Regions from separate parts of the Sus scrofa genome. Here region 1 is linked to region 2. A link is a contact called in public Hi-C data. All regions are on one chromosome and are shown on one strand. Each heading gives the region's core, a stretch centred on a gene start, on an enhancer-like site or on the middle of the called end of the contact. The rest is flanking DNA. Distances are from core to core; before and after follow the strand shown.

Region 1 (4,596 bases), core at 1,074-3,573, 46 kb before region 2:
CAAACCTTTTAAAAAATATACATACTGTATATATTTACATTCAAGTTTGAGTAACTGGTGTCAACGTATAGCTTAGGATCTTAATCCACCCTGTGGATTTCTTCAGCTACCAACTAAACAGCGATTGTATCTTCACTCAGGCACATGAAGAGGTAGAAACTGCTTTTTAAAGAAAAGGGGGGAAAAGGCTGCAGTGCAAATGTGAAGACCATTGTTGAAGCAGCTTAGCTACATTAGGGAGGCCCTACCTATAACTAGCTTTAGGCATCTCTAGAAGCTGAATACATGTCGCCTAGTCTTTTAAATTAAAACCAGATAAAACTTTGAGTAGATGCTTCTTCTGAGCACACCAGAGGCTTGGCAGAGCTCAGCAAGGAATGCTCTGCCACTCTGCACCGAGAATTGCATACAACTAAGACAACATAGCAGCAGGGCTGGGCACCATTTCCCTGATAAGACACAAATAAGTGACTTTAGAGACTTTAAATTAGCATCTGTATACCCACAGCCTGGAACTCAGAAGCCACTTAAGATAGTTCTCCCAAGTGAAACCTCTATTATTTCTGCCCATGCCCACCACCATCTCAAACTGAGCTAATAAGTCCAGGTAGTGGTGGGGTGGCCTATGAATTCTGCAGGCCATGGTTCTTCGGCCTCATGACTAAACTTTATGAAGGTTCGTGGGCCTGAGAAGGGCTCCCCGGGTTCTTGCCAGATTTGATGGGGCTCGTTCCTGAGAGGGGAAGTTGGAGGGAAGCCACGGGGGTGGCTGACAGCAAAAGCCCTTCTCGTTCCCTTTTCTTCTGTTTCATCCTGCGGTTCTGGAACCAGATTTTGACTTGGGTATCATTCAGCTGCAATGAGTTGGCTATCTCGATGCGTCGGGCCCGAGTTAAGTACTTATTGAAATGAAACTCCTTCTCCAGTTCTGTCAGTTGCTTGGTGCTGAAATTCGTGCGGATCGCGCTGGGGGGGCTGGCTGCTCCATACTCGGCGAGTTTGCCTGCAACGTAAAGACAGGGGCGTCAGAGGACGCGGAGACGCAACTAGGGAGAGGCTTGGGCTACATGAGAATCAAAGCCACAGCGCGAGATCCTCCTGGGTCTCAGTTGAGCCAAGAGAGAAGCGCTCCTTCCTGCAATTTTCTCAACGCCTGGCACTCTGGGCACGCTCAATGGAATTCTCCTACTTTAGTGTTGCCTCGGACCGCGCCCAAACCGCGGTCCAGAGGGACAGCTGCAAAACACCCCCGGGGCAATTCCGCGGGGCAGCCTCCGTCCCCAACCCCAGTCGCGTCCTGTCCGTCGAGAGCCCAAGTACTTACTTTTCTTCGGGGCGTTCCTCTTCACTTTCATCCACTCGAACGTGCTGAAGGCGGCGGGGAGGCCAGAGGCCGGGGACGCAGATGTGGGGTAGGCGCCGAGGGCTGGGGACGCGGTCTGGAAGGCCCCGGAGTGGCCGTCGGCCGGCTCTTTGAGACACGCGGGGAAGGGGCCGGGCTCGCCGAAGGCCACGTAATCCCCCTGGCCGCTGAGGAGGAAGGAGCCGCCGCCCGAGAAGACGGCCGAGGTGGCATAGTGGACGTGCGCCCCGCCGTCGTCGGCCGGCCGCCCGAGAGCGCACGGGAAGTCGTACGCGGGCCCGGGCCCCGGAAGGCCAAAGTCCGTGCCCCCAGCCGCGGCAGGTGCGGCGCCCGGCTCGTAGGCCCCCTCCAGGGGGCACGGCGCGTACGCGGGCGGGGCCGGAGCCGGCGCGGGAGGCTGCGCTGGGGCAGTCGGGGGCGAGGGCGCCGCTCTGGCCGCGGCCAGGGGCAGACAGCTGACGAAGGCGCCGTCGCCGCTGCCCAGGGGTAAAGCGGGCTGCAAGACCACGGGCCGGGCGTCGGCGCGGCAGAACTTGGGAGCGAAGCTCAGCACGTCGCCGCCGCCGCCCCTGCCGCGGCCGCACGACATGTAGTCCAGGTAGGAGCTCATGGCTCCAGCCCACCCACCTGAGCGCGCCGGCCGGGATTCGGGGCCGGCAGGACTGCCGTGGTCTGCGTCACTCAGCCTTCGCTCACTAGCCGAGCGGCCCTCGCCGAGCCATGGCAAGCGAACCGGGGGTAAATAGTGGCTTAATATAGCGGCGAGGGTGGCCACGTGGCGCTGGCCGGCCAATGGGCGCCGTCCCCGCACGGCGCCGGTCCCGACTGGCGCGCGGCTCCACGCGCCTGCCCCGCTGCCAACTTTGCCAAACCCGCGGGTGGCCGCCGCCCTGAGCACCCAGGCCGGGAGGAGAGCCGTACGGCCCACAAGCTACCTAGAAAGGGCGGGACGAGAACGTGGGATGCCTGCTCCCCGGACAGGTATGGACCAGGTTGGGGGCGGGGCGGGGCAGAAACGCAGGACTGACCGCTCCAGTGAGGACGAGAGGCTGGGGGGGGGGGGGGGCTCGAGAGCCTTTTCTTCTGCATCTTGGGTGGCTGGTCCCTCGGTTGCGGATGTGGGCACCATGACGTGGAAAGGGTTAAAAGAGTGCGTGGCGCTCAGCCCTTGGGGGTCGCTCCTAGCCCTCTTCCAGAGAAGGTAAAGTTTCTCCCCTTTTCTCTGAGCCCTATGCGCTTTCAGTTTTCTTGGCACTGATATGATCGCTCTCCTAAACCTGAGTATATGTTTAATTTTCCCTCCTTTTCCCCCTTCTCTCCGACTCTTGAGACAAATTTTTCTTCTGTAAGTGCTGTGTACCTGGGGCGGCACAAAACCTTCACTTTTAGACTGGATTTTCACATTACTTCGCAGCATTCCCTCCAGTCTCTTCCACTCCTTATATCTGTGGCGGCGTGATAAAGGCTAGTGTTGGAGTGCCAGGTTTCCATTTGAACTGAAGATAAAGTTTCTGCCTTGTGAGACGTTTAGCAGATTTCTTCATCTGACTAGGGGTTGTCAAAATAAAGAATCTGTCCTAGGAGTGGAATGCTTGTTGTGCTCCTCCCCGGGAGGCTGGCGCACGCACCCGTGCTACGCACGCTTCCTCCAGGCGCTTGGCTCCAGGGTGCAAAGCTTTCCCAGGGACCAGTCAGATCTCAGAGGTTTGGACGGGCTTGTACCTCGAAGCAATTAAAGCTTCTGTTCCATCAGATAAGTGCTGCGTCGTCTCTTGCGAGTGAAATCTGAGGGCTCACAATGTTAATGGGCTCACATCTTTCCCTTGATAATATGGTTTTGTTTACTGAGTGTAGAGAGACGGGAAATAAAAAATGCAGTTGGCACAGGAAATGAACAGTAGAAGGGTTACAAAGACAAGCTTTACATTGACAGACTTTGCAACTTCCTTGAGCATTAAAAAAAAAAAGTTTCCCTCTTTGGGGCTGTAGAAAGAAATAACAAATTCAATAAATGTTATTTACACACAGCAGTAAAGAAAGAGGGTGGTTTCCTAAAACTCTGTGTGAATAAAGAGTCTACTCTTAGCTTATTCAAGTGCTCTTGAAAACTTGATCTATTACAGCCGCTGAGTTATGATGACCGAGGTTTTATTATTGTTTTACTGATCCACTTGTCATGAAAGAGCGATTGAGCCCTTGCCTAAATTTCCACTCTGAGGAAGTCTGGAAAATAGGAGCCATCACAGTCCAGGGAGCCAGTTCCTTACAGTGATGTGAACTTGTGCATAAACAAAGCTGCACCAAAAGTATTACCAGTGGTGATGCTGAAGTTGAGCCAAGATGGAGGAGGGTTGAGCCAGGAGGGGAGGCGGTAGGTAGAGGCAGCACAAAGGAGTGAGCACAAAGCTGAAGGGATCTGGTGTTCCTGCACTGCGGAAGTTCTTAGATTGAATTGGGAAATAAAATCCTCTGCTGAAAATAGCCCTTCAGACTTGATAGTGATACTTCAGTTATCTTCTGTAGCTTGTCACATGACAAAGGTCTTAAATGGTTTTGAAAAAGAGAAAAATAAAGGCTCTTCTCTAGCACCTTGGTTGGGAAATGACAGACCTCTGCAGAGCTAGCTCAGGCTCCAAATGTGGATGCATTTCTTCACTGTCCTCCTTCTGTGCCCTTAATGCAAAAGTATCAGCAGGTCAGATGCTCCTGAGTTCACAATGCCCCATCATCCCCCCCACTGGCTAGACTCATTGCCCCAGCATAATGTCTCAGCTCTCACACTCCTGTCTCAAAACTATAAGACTCGCTCTCCAAACGTACTCATCTGATGGCAACATCTAGATCCAGAGGCCCCAGGAGGTCACGAAAGAAGGGTGGCCTTGTAAACTTTTCTAGAGAAAGATGTCAGACAGAAAACTCAGCCTGATTTTCTGGCAAATCTGACCAAAACCTATCACATTAAGGGCCTTTTCTCTGAGGTTTCAGGGAAAACAGTCAGCCTAGGTGCACCTTGACAAGCTTCATTGCAACAAGGACCCGGTTTTTGCTGCTAAGCATTTGGAACAAAGGCTGGGTCCTTACTGTCGCCATTAAGCATTGACTTCGAAGTACCCATGAGCTGTCCCACGCTATCTATCCAAGCAAAATTTTGGAGATTGAGCTTTTGCAGAGAGAAGAAAGTGTCCTGAAAGAGAATGAGATTTTTTTTATTTTTAATTGTGTTATTTTCACAA
Region 2 (4,470 bases), core at 193-2,692:
TGTTGCCAGGAGGCAATGAGGAACAGTGGAGTTGGATCAGAGCCAGTCGTTGAAACTGGGTATCACTACTGATGCAGGAAATGCCCCCGTGGAACCCACGAAAGGCCTGAAATGGGCCCAACGGTGAAAGAAGAGTGTGTCGATGGTGAGGAAAGGAGGAAAGATGAGCACCTGCGGAGTTCTTTAACAGCACGAGCAACAGGATTCACCCTGGCTTGTCCTGGGTAAGCCAGGACAAGGCCCGTCTGCTTACGGGAGGACGTGCTGAATGCTCTTCAAGGGTGTCCGTTCCAGGTAGCAGGGATTGCGGGAAGGGAAAGTGGCAAGCACAGTAGCCCAACAATAGGGGACTGGTTGGGACCCCGCGGATTGTGCGCAGCTTGCCCCACCACCGGACCCTAGCTCTTTTCCTGCGCTTCGAAGCCTAGAGCGCGGAAATCGCGCCCCCTCCAGGAAGGCGGAGGAAGTGAGGTGGACCGCCACCCCGGTACCTGCCTTCAGACTCCCAGGCCTCGGGGCTCCTTCTGCTGCGCGTCTCGCGAAGCCTGTCCTGGGGGTGGGCGCAGCGTCGCCAGCGCCAACTCTCCTCAGAGGCGGAAAACACTTTGCGAGCGGAGATGGAGGGCGGGGAGAGAGAGGGGCGGGGTCACGTGTCCTTCCCTCCCCCCACCCCACCCGGTCCGCTCGCGGCCGGGGCATCTCCCTCGCCTCCGCAGCCAAGACGCTTGTCCTACAGCGCCTCCTCCTGGACAAGGCGCCAGACAGCCGAGCAGGGGGACTGTGCCAGCCCCGGAAACCCGAGGGCCGGCTTCTTCGCGCCGGCGGAGGTCTTCCCGCGCCAGAGGCTGTGAGCTGATTCTCTAGGGTCCCCTGGGGTGGCCAGAAGGAGGCGAGAGGACCCTGAGGCCGCCTCCCACCCCAGCCCCCCAGCATCGACAACGGGCTCTCTGCCCAGGAGCGTGCATCCCCCCCTCTTAATTAGGCGAGCCCAGGCGGAAAAGCCTTCCAGTTTGTCTGTTTATTTTTTTATTTGTTTGACCGCTCCGCTGAGCCGCTGGCCCCCACGGAGCCCTCAAACGTGCTGCGCTGGCGTAACAAGATCCGGGAGTGGTCTGGCTGAAGGATCGGCCTGAAGTTTGGCGGTCTGAACAGGCTCCAAGAGGAAAGGCCTTTTCCCAAAGCCTAAGCACCAGGCTGAAAAAATCTATACGCCCCCGAGGGTCACATATAAGGTCTTCTTTTAAGGTGTTAAAAATGTATGTGTGTGTTTAACACCTTGAAAGATTTGGTTTTCTTTTGGCCACTAGCTCTTATTTGCAGCCTGTTTCTAAAGTACAGATTTCAATTGGGGTGGGGTGGTGAGTCAAGACGATTGAAAATAACGTAGTCAAGGGCAAGATGTTTGGCTATATTTAGACTGAAGGTTGGAATAAAGGAAAGATGAGTAGCGAATCCAGAGGGAGGGAGGAGTGGAGAGATCAGGTTATATCTTCCTACTCCGAGTCCACTCGCCCCCTCCCCCTTCTCGTACTTTGCTGGTTGGATCTTCAGGCTGGACTATTTCATTGCACATGCGCCTGACGCCGGGCGACCGCGCGAGGCAGGCGTTTCGGGGGCCCTGAACTGTGTGGGAGGTGTGCGCAGCGCTGGGCGGTGTGCGTCATCGCGCGCTACTTTAGCAGGTACTTGCAGAGGACCTTGCATGCCCCACCTTAGAGAGGCAGGAAACATACTTTTCTTTTTCAGGAAAACCTATGTCAAAAGCCTCAAGATGCCTTCTGATTTGCAAGCGCTGTTCCTCCGAATCAACAAAATCGCCATGTTGCCAGTGAACCCTCTGAAGGTTGTCGTTTGGATCAGCAATTTCACATTTAGTACACGGCTTCTCCCAAGTCTTTCATCAAGGGGAACGGGAGGGAGGAACCACCCTACGTTCAGAGAGCTCAACTTCTCCCTCATTCTGTACAACTACGAAGTCTAAGGAACCAGTTCCTAGAAAGAGGGTATCTATTCACAGCAATTCCGGAAAAGTGACCCTAAATTGGACTTAAATCGGAATTCCGAGTTCTTGGTGTCTTCTCCCCAGCTTCCGGTGCCCCCGCGTGCCCTGCCCGGCGGCCGCACTGCGGCAAGGCCGTAAATACCTCTAACAGCTGCCTGCCAGCCCAGAGTGAAATACTGTCTTTGTTCCGATTTCTCTTGCTTCTCGAGCTCGGAAAGCAGAATTCTGGCGAAATACATTTATTTGGAGGAGCATCTAACAGGAAAATAGGTTTGGTTTTTCAGTCCTGGTGCTTGGCCATATTTATAACAAGGAGCTTCGTTCTTTTTCCTGGTCCTCGGAGACCGCAAGCCCAGCTCACTGCCTGACCTTAGATTCTAAGACCCTGACATGCCATCGGCTCCCTGATCTATAAACGGATAGAAGTTTGGCCAAGGACGCTGGGAGTTACACTCCCTGGCTTGTGGCCTCTTAGGGTCCGAGTATTTTTTTTATTTCGTTTACTTTTAAAAAGATTAGGTTAACAGGGACAGTGGGAGCATTTCTGGCAGTGGCAAAAGTGTTAACTAGTCTCCTCAGTAGTCTAAGTGGCCTGAGTTCAAATGTGATTTGCAGATTATTTACTCCCTTCGATGCAAGTGACCATTTAGTTCCAGTAAGCTCTTAACGCTACCACAGGGACTTACAAAGAGCTCCTTAGTCCTCCATATCTGCCCATGACATCATCCTCTGCAGCATAATCAGACCTGCAGCCTGCTCAGGTTCCTAGTCACTTGGGCGTGCTCAGTCACCAAATTCAGGGAAGGGCTACTGAAGCTCTGAACACAAGAGCTTGGTAATCACGGCCACAACTCATCCCCATCCCCATCGTGGTTCCAGCCAACTTAGGTGCTCCTTAGGCTCTGGAACTGCCAGGGGAGGGCCTTGGGAGCCCCCCCACCAGGGGCCTGCTTTTCAGTAGGTAATGCTCTATGCCAATATGAAAGAATGATCTCAGCAGTACCTTAGTAGAGGAATCGTTACAAAATACAGACATTCCAAATGTAAAAATCATTGTTTCTTATTTGTGGAGGATCGTAGTGATCCACGACAATTCCGCAGAAGTCAATGGGCCACAAATCTCCTAGCCCTCCATTTTGAAATGAGCATCATTCCATCATGAATTACTAAAAATGCCTTTCTATAAAGATGTCGTTTATTGTTCAGAAATCCTTTTGTGGCCAACATTGTTACACTGGAATATTGGGGAGAACATTAAATTAGAGTTTTCCGCTGGGTGCTTGAAAAATGATACTCTGCCATGTGTAGGTCAACCCCATGCGCAATGCGGCAGATTGTCCAAAGGTTTTACTCTTTCACAATGTGTCCATGAGGGAAAAGGCAATGGGATTTGAGAACTGCATCCTCAAGTGCCATTCAAAGTCCGTGGGAGAAAATTGCATTTTTCCTCCAAATAATTTTCTTTTGACTCATAGATATTTTGGTTCAGTGATTTTGAAGTAGAGTTGAAAATGTTGCCATATAATATTCGTTTCTAAGCAAAACAACAATGACCTACACCATGACAGTACATTTAGAGAGCAAAATATCTACTTTTTTCCTACTCTAGCAAATAAACACAGGCAATGTTTTAACTTAAACATGCTTTGAATTTCTGAGATGTCTATTGGTTTTTTTCCCAAGACCTGCACCAGGTGTTCTGATACTGTTACCTCCCCAAATGTATTCACCTTATGGCACAGAATACCTTATGCATTCACCTTATGGCACAGAATAATCCAAATTCATTTGATAGATTATTACATGTGTGAGGAACCTTTCTTGCGTTGTTACAAAAACTGTCTAAGGACTAGAGAAACAGTTAATACTTAAAATTCCATCTTATACACAAGGCCCAATAAACCATAAACCTTAGAAATAAGCATCACTCATCAAAGTCTAGGTTAACAAACCAAGCACATCCCGAATACACGGAATTCACCCCACCCCCCACCCCAAGCTCCCACCCTCGAAAAGCACCTGTTAGCCTCCCAGATACCTGACCACAGACAAACCGCAAAACACTGCTCTGTACTCTAAGTGCCTTTAGCAACCCCCAACAAAGCTGAGACGTCCAGGAACCATCTACACACTTTTCCCAGGGTAGAGATTGGGGGGCTTTCCATCTAGGCAGTGGGGTCCTGACTGCTGCTATCCGCCCCTCGGAATCTCGAGAGGAAACAGGGCTTCCTTTCGACTTCTGAGCTCAGCTGGACCCCACCCGGGGCCCCAGGGGACGTCCGCTCAGAGATGGAGTGATTTGGAAGCAGGGGGCGCAGACAGCCACTCCCAGGCCCCGGGGAAGTGTAGGGTGTCGGGCCGGGTTCACCGAGCGGTCCAAAGGGGTGGGAGCCTCGAGCCCCGCGGTGGCACGCCGGGGGCGCGGGGCGGGGGAGACTCTTACCCGGAGGTGCCGAACAGGAGGCGGC

The links. A called contact is a pair of places that touch in the nucleus more often than the background predicts.
Region 1: a Hi-C map of epiblast stem cells shows a contact between it and region 2, with 1.4 times the contacts expected there. The contact joins the promoter of HOXD1 here to the promoter of LOC110257186 in region 2. A contact is called at or near these places in 8 of 47 Hi-C or Micro-C datasets (embryonic fibroblasts, epiblast stem cells, fetal skeletal muscle and 3 more) and 1 of 2 datasets of contacts at active chromatin or transcription factors (skeletal muscle).

The regions. Positions count from the first base shown.
Region 1 is chr15:81,985,345-81,989,940 of Sscrofa11.1, reverse strand. HOXD1 (homeobox protein Hox-D1) reads right to left here and starts at 2,323. Exons shown (of 2, transcript XM_001925017.5): 1 at 1,325-2,323; 2 at 1-1,003. The coding sequence starts at 1,973. The coding sequence ends at 669.
Region 2 is chr15:81,938,355-81,942,824 of Sscrofa11.1, reverse strand. LOC110257186 reads left to right here and starts at 1,442. Exons shown (of 2, transcript XM_021076352.1): 1 at 1,442-4,470.